Regions from separate parts of the Mus musculus genome. Here region 1 is linked to region 2. The links are chromatin contacts, called in public HiChIP or PLAC-seq maps. All regions are on one chromosome and are shown on one strand. Each heading gives the region's core, a stretch centred on a gene start, on an enhancer-like site or on the middle of the called end of the contact. The rest is flanking DNA. Distances are from core to core; before and after follow the strand shown.

The links. HiChIP or PLAC-seq counts read pairs in DNA pulled down with a chosen protein or histone mark.
Region 1: a contact with region 2 is called in an H3K4me3 HiChIP or PLAC-seq map of the 230-238 cell line, with 18 read pairs. The contact joins two enhancer-like sites. A contact is called at or near these places in 2 of 15 datasets of contacts at CTCF or cohesin (both in the NIH/3T3 cell line), 41 of 484 Hi-C or Micro-C datasets (the 3T3-L1 cell line, the 4T1 cell line, B cells and 33 more) and 9 of 115 datasets of contacts at active chromatin or transcription factors (the 230-238 cell line, PVALB interneurons, bone marrow-derived dendritic cells and 6 more).

The regions. Positions count from the first base shown.
Region 1 is chr5:136,862,074-136,865,496 of GRCm38.p6, forward strand. The region is part of intron 1 of Col26a1 (collagen, type XXVI, alpha 1); the gene reads right to left. It overlaps Gm20485 (a long non-coding RNA gene), which reads right to left. Exons shown (of 2, transcript XR_868604.2): 2 at 1,562-1,873. Among named protein-coding and RNA genes, the nearest start is that of Gm20485, 6.6 kb to the right of the region's middle. RefSeq lists an enhancer at 1-2,862. Within about 2 kb of position 2,083, at least 142 of the 459 cell types and tissues checked have an H3K27ac peak or open chromatin away from gene starts, as enhancers often do. A contact at or near this core is called in the 230-238 cell line, B cells and the CH12 cell line, where this site is marked.
Region 2 is chr5:136,795,550-136,798,781 of GRCm38.p6, forward strand. All of the region lies in intron 3 of Col26a1 (collagen, type XXVI, alpha 1), which reads right to left. Among named protein-coding and RNA genes, the nearest start is that of Gm30654, 30 kb to the right of the region's middle. Within about 2 kb of position 1,587, at least 16 of the 459 cell types and tissues checked have an H3K27ac peak or open chromatin away from gene starts, as enhancers often do. A contact at or near this core is called in the 230-238 cell line, B cells and the CH12 cell line, where this site is marked.

The DNA of each region.
Region 1 (3,423 bases), core at 833-3,332, 67 kb after region 2:
TGATGCTGGGGCCTTTGGGTCATCTCAAGCTCTTGTAAGCAACCCCGATAAACTCAATAGTTCAGCATTTTGGACCGTGGTTATGTCCTGTCTCTGATCTGTCAATGGTGTCCCATCTTTGGTAAATAGGTAATTTGTGTCAAGTCTCCCCAGTGTGTCAAGTCTCCCCAGTGTGTCAAGTCTCCCCTGGAACAAGGTCACCTGACAGCATCTGAGGTTCACATCAGTAAAGTAGGGTCACTGCTGTCCCCCTAATATGTGTGTGCATGGTTACTTCTTTTATTACATTTTCACTTCATTCTATGTGTTTCGTATGCACATATGTGCATGGGTGTGCATGTGGAGGTCAGAAGACAACCCTGCAAGAGTCTCTTCTCTCCTACCATGTGGGTTGCAGGTATTAAACTCGGGTATCAGGCCCGTCAGCCAATGCCTTTTTCCCTCAGAGCCATCTTGTCATTCCCGGCCTCCTGCCTTACTTCTGTGTCCCCTGTGTCACGCACGCCCTTTCCTCTTGGGATCTGTAAGTAATAAGTTCCTTTTCTCTGGATATGGAAATGTTACTACACCTCATCTTTTCTACTGTTGTGTGTGTGTGTGTGTGTGTGTGTGTGTGTGTGTGTTCTTGAGTACATATACACAGGGAGTCCAGAGGTCAATGTGGAGTATCTTCCTCAATCTCTCTCTACCTTTTTAAACATTTTTAAACCCTCACCAAACCTGAAGCTCTTCAGTTTGGCTAGACTGACCAGCCAAGTACATTCAGGGTTGTGTCTGTCTCTGCATCCCATCCCACAAACGCTGGGGCTCTACCCATGCAGCACCACAGATGCTGGGAATCCAAACTCAGGACCTGGTGCTTGCACATTAAACACTTTGCCCCGCCCCCATCATCTCCCTAGCTGAGGATACTCTGTATCTGAGGACAGGCTGCCACTCTATCTGTCTTCATGCAGGCTCTAAGATGCAAAGAGGCAGGGGGTGCAGCACAGGAAGCCAGAAAGCCAGTCTCTGAGCTGGACGTGGAGCACAGTTGGTAGAGTGCTTGCTCCATATTCATGATGCCCTGGGTTTGATTCCCAGTAGCGCATAAACCAGGCATGCCTGTATCCCACACCTGAGAGCTAGAGGGAGGAGGTTTAGAGGTTCAAGGTCATCCTTGACTACCTAGCCAGCCTGGAGGACCTGGAACCTACATTTCAGAATAAGAAGAAAACAAACAAACAAACAAACAAACAAAATCAAAGCATAGGTCCCAGCCCTGCCTGGCGCAAGAATGTAGCTTTAGGTGTAAGACTTTAGCTAAGTCCTTTCTTGAGACAAAGAGCCCTGACTTGCACAGCAAGCGGCACACACCAGCAGCAAAACGCCTGCGGCTGTGGTAGTCTGCAAATGGTCCAGTGCACAAAGATGCTTGCTGCCGAGCTTGACAACCCGAGATCCAACCCTAGAACTCATATGGTGCAAGGAGAGACCCGAGTCCCGAAAGTCGTCCTCTGTGCTCCAAAGGTGTGTCCTGGCACAAGTGCCCACACACATACACACTCACTAAACAAAAGAATGGGTTTTACTTTTTAATCTTAAAACTACAGAAGTGAGCTTTTGTGTTCCAAACTTAAGTCTGCAGAATTCCGTAGGCCTCGAAAACGTGTAAATATAGAGTCCAGATGCAAAGACTGCCCCTTTCCCAAGTCTCAGGGAAGATCTGAAAGGACCCGATGGAGAAGATGTGGCTCCCCTTCGCTCTGGAAATTTCCTGGGCCCTGCCATCACTCAACAGGACGTTGGCTGATGCTGCACAGGGTCCTCCGGGCCTCAGGGTGGGTCATGGCCCCTGCCCTGGAAAAACTGACAGCCCAGACAAAACCAGGTCCTGCAGAATATAAACAAGAAGACTCTCAATCAAGCTCCAGAGCACGGCCAGAGAAGAGAAGGTGACCAACTCTCTACACGCACTCCCTCCCATCTGCGAGTAAACGCTACAGCCAGAAATACTCCAGCCTTGCGCTGGGACCGGATGCCCCAGAGAGGCAAACAAGCCCTTGTTTTTCTTCACCATCTGCTCTGGCTCTCAGAGAGCTGGGGCCCATCCCCCCTTCCTTCCTGCTGCTCTGTCACCAGCCTCCGAGGGTCCTGTTACCACAGCCAGGCTGTGCAATGACCTCAGGAAAAAGGCTTCGGTTAGCAGGTCAGGCTGGAGAGCCGAGTCCCTGGAGCTCAATGGCCATAGCCAATCGGAGAGCTGGAGTCAGTGAGAGATCTTGTCTCAAAAGTAATAATACAATGTGGAGAGGGACTGGGAAAGACAGCTCACAGTCTACTTCCGGCCTCCACGTGAACGGTCACACATGTGCTTGTGAACCCACATACATATGTGTGCACACACATGTATAACACACAAGTACATGCTTGAAAATAATACTGCTGCTGGAAAGTTGTCCTGTTGGGCACAGTGCAGACAGGACCCTTGAGATTACAGACCCAGCCCTGATAAGGAGCGAGGGTCTCAGTTCTGAGAGCTGGAAGTAGGTTGTGTGTAGAGTGTGTGTGTGTGTGTGTGTGTGTGTGTGTGTGTGTGTGTGTGGCACTTCCTTTTGTCCTTGCCAGTCACCAGCTGAAGTGTCTCCTTTTGTGGTTTTTGACTCAGGGTCTCACTTCTCCCCCACTGGCCTTGAACACTTTATGTCCTGAAAATGGCCTTGAACGACTGACCCTCCTGGCTCTATCTCCCAAGTACCGGAATTACAGGTGTGTGCCACCATGCCCGGTTTTCTTCAGTGCTTCACTGCTTGGCTTCAAACATGCCAGGCAAATGCTCTACCCACTACCCACGTCCCACCCTTGGACTGAGGTTTGCATCCCTACACAGTTTGGTTCTTAGATCTGCATAGCCTCAGACACCTCATAATCCCCAGCACTCAGAAGACACAGACAGACAGACAGGCAACAGACAGACAGACAGACAGACAGGCAGGAAGACAGGCAGGTAGGCAGGCACGTGCGCACACACACAATGCAGAGTGTATCTGAGTGTAATTTCCCTCCATAGGGAGTCAAGCTCTCCCACCCTGGGACTACTGGAGAAAGAGTCAAATCTACATCTTTCCCAGACTGCCGTCCTTCTCTGTTCCATTTGCTAACAAAGCCCTCCTGATCCAACACAGTGGATGGTGGCAATTAAAAAGTACAAATCTGGAGGGGTGGATCAGTGGTTAGAGCACTTCATGTTCTTATAGAAGACCCAAGTTTGGTTCCCAGCACCCACATCAGGTGGCTCGCAGCCACCAATTCCAGTTCTAGTGGATCCTACACCCTCTGGTCTGCCCGGGCACCTTTGCATGCATGGTAAACACACACATATGCACACACACACACACACACACACACACACACACACACACGCATGCATGCATGCATGTACAT
Region 2 (3,232 bases), core at 337-2,836:
GGAGGGGTGTGCTTTATGCATCCCAGACCCCATCATCACGTTCCTCGGCTCTGGCTTCAACATCTTCCCCACATATGGAAATGCTGTCAACCCGGACTTGGAGCCGGGCAAGGTGTGGATTTCCAGTTCAGAATCTCCTCAGGTGACAGAGGTAGCAAGGGCCGGTGGGTGGGATGGCTCACTGGCTCAGGGTGCTTGCTGCCAAGCTTGACAATCTGAGGTTGACCCCAGGGACCCATATGATGGAAGGAAAACAAAAAAACAACAGTTCTCAGAAGTTGTCCTCTGACTGTCACGTGTGTGCCGTGACACCTGCCTACCCACCCCTACCCCATCCTACCTCAACACAAACTAAATAAAACTTAAATAGAAAGAAAGGGAGGGACCTTTGTCCCTAGTCCTAAGAGACAGTGGTGAACTTTGGTAAAGACGGTGGCTTACACAGGGCCCTGAACCTACAGGGACCCAGGAATTTGTCATCTGGAGGAGGCAGGAGAGTGAAGGTCTGTTTAGCCCAAAGCCACCTGCCACTCTTCAGCTCTCTGGCAGCACAAAGGGCCAGCTCAGGCCTCCTATGTGATCCACGTCTTGGAACCCACCCTCCTCTCATGCCCAAATAATGACCTGACTGGAGACTGGCCTCTGTAGTTGGTGTAAAACAATGATCTCTCCAGGGGCAGGGATGGCCACTACCCACTCATGGCCTTTACCAAGGCCACTGCTCTCTTCTCCAACCTCTGCCCATGTGGTTTCCCACAGCAAGAGGCCTAGAGTCAATGTCATGGTCTTCAGGCATCTCTGCTGTCCCCATTGTGGTCCTGACCAGTGGGGTGTGCTAGGGGCTGCCTAGAAGTGCAGGCCCAGTTCTGTGAGGAAGTCCCCTAACTGATGAAAGACACAGAGAAAAAAAAGGTCAAGAGAAGGTTTTGTGATGGAAGAGAGTGTTGTACATCTGGCCCAAGGTCCCGTCTTTTTATGGTGGTGCGTACAGAGACAAGGTTGCAGAGGAACAGGCAGGCTGGACCTGTGAAGCCAACAAGGTGCTGAACAGCTCTCTGGGAGGAGGGAGGAGGGAGGAGGGAGGAGGGAGCAGGGAGGAGGGAGCAGGGAGCAGGGAGCAGGGAGGAGGGAGCAGGGAGCAGGGAGCAGGGAGCAGGGAGCAGGGAGCAGGGAGCAGGGAGCAGGGGGAAGGAGAAAAGGACTGGAGGAAGATGTGAGGTGCAGAAGGAGGGGAAGAAGGAAAGATGAATGGAGAGAGAAAGTGGGAGGAGGGAGGGAGGGAAGAGACAGAGAAAGAGGGAAGGAAGGAATGAAAGGGGAGGCAGAAGGGAAGAGAGGATGCAATGAAGGATGAGAAAGAAATGGCAGGAGTGGGAAGAGGGGGAAGAGGGAGAAGACAGAGGTGGGAAGAGGGAGAGAACAGAGGAGTGGGAGGAAGGGGAGGAAGTAGAAGTGGGGGAGGAGGGGGAGGAGAGAGAGAAGTGAGAGGAGAGGCAGGAAGAGGGGGAGGAGAGGGAGGAGGGGGAGGCCTAGGCTACCGGTCAAAAAGGCAGAGCAAACAGATGGGCCTCTCAGTTCCCCTGGGCAGACTTCATACAGGCCAGACCCTCCCTACCTCCTCAGGGGATGAGCCGCAGGGCAGGCTGAGTGGATCAGCTCAGAGAGAGTGAGTGCCCATCTCTAGAGTTGCCCAAGAAGAGGTTAGACAGCCATCTAGGGGCATGCTTGAAAGGGGGGCTGCTCCCCCAAGATCTCAGAATCTGAGCCCCCATCCCCCAGAAGGCAAGCTACCCAGCTGTGAGAAAAGTGACCAACACAGTATATAACAAAGAGATAAAGCCTCATTAGGTAACCCAGGCTGGCCTTGAACTCCAGATCCCCCTGCCTCAGCCCCCCCACCCCCACCCCGGGCTGGGATTGCAATTATGCTCTACCCACCTGGCTTAACTGTGCTTTAGTGCTGGGAGTAAGCTAACAGGAAGGACGGCATCCTGGGTAGCTTTGAGTAGGCTTGGTGAGGGAATATGGATCTCGGTTTCCACACTAACTGCAGGTCCTACTTCCCTCAGGAATCATGGTGTCCCACAGGAAGTTTCCTTTGTAGCTCCCTCTGGCAGACAGCAAAAGGAATGTAGAAACGAGCTCGTGCACAGCAAGTTCAAAGTTAGCGACTGTCTTAGTTACTTTTCTTGCAGCTCTGACCAAAGCAATAAAAGATGGAGGGGTAGAATTTGGCTGAGTCTGTGTCCTGTCCCTCACGATGGGGAAGACCTGGCAGCAGGAGAGTGAGGCAACTAACTGGTCATGTGACACCCACAGTCAGGAAGCAGAGAGAGGCAGAGGCTGGGGGACAGCTTGCTTTCTTCTCTTTATTCTACCAGGGACCCCAGCCTAGGGAATGGTGCCGCCATATTTAGGGTGTGTCTACCCAATCTAGAAATTTCCTCACAGACCTGCCAGAAGGGACTCTGATCCTGTCAAGCTGACAATCAGTATTGACCACCACAGTCTGGCCTGGACCTGCTGTCCTGCCTGGACAGACCCTGGGGGTGGCCACAAAGGCACTCTATTTCCAGTGTGATTTCTGTGACTCTCCCGTCATTGACAGATAACCGCCCCCCCAAGTTTCTGAGCCTCAGGTTCCCTAGCTGCAAAGCAAGCTGCTCCTCTCAAACAAGGCAGGAGGTGATAACTGGCACCGGGGTTGTCCTCTGACCTCTACAAGTGTGCCGAGGCATGCACACACACACACACACACACACACACACACACACACAAGCACACATGTCCCAAGTTTGTCCCCACTCAGTCCAGGGCTCTGATTCTAGGAGGTTCTGCTAGTACTTTGCTCAGCTCTAAAGAGGCTCTCTCTTCCTTTCCCCCTCCCCTCCCCCTGTCCCCCCTCTCTGTCTCACTCTCCTGTGCAGTGTTTGTGCCTGTGTGTGAGTATCCATATGAGAGTATAGTACCCCTTAAGGCCAGAAGGGGGCTGTCAGGTGCCCTGGAGCTGGAATTAGAGGTGCTTCTAAGTTTTGCCATGTGGATGCTAGAATGGAACTCAGGTCCTCTGCAAGGACAGTAAGCACTCTTAGGCACTGAGCCATCTTTCTTATTCCCTAAAAAAATATAAAGTAGGGTGCTTGTATGTTTGTCTGTTTGTTCAGTGCTGGGAATTGAACTCGGGGACTTAAAGTCAAGGCCTCTCTTAGGATATGCTGGGTGTCCTAAGTAG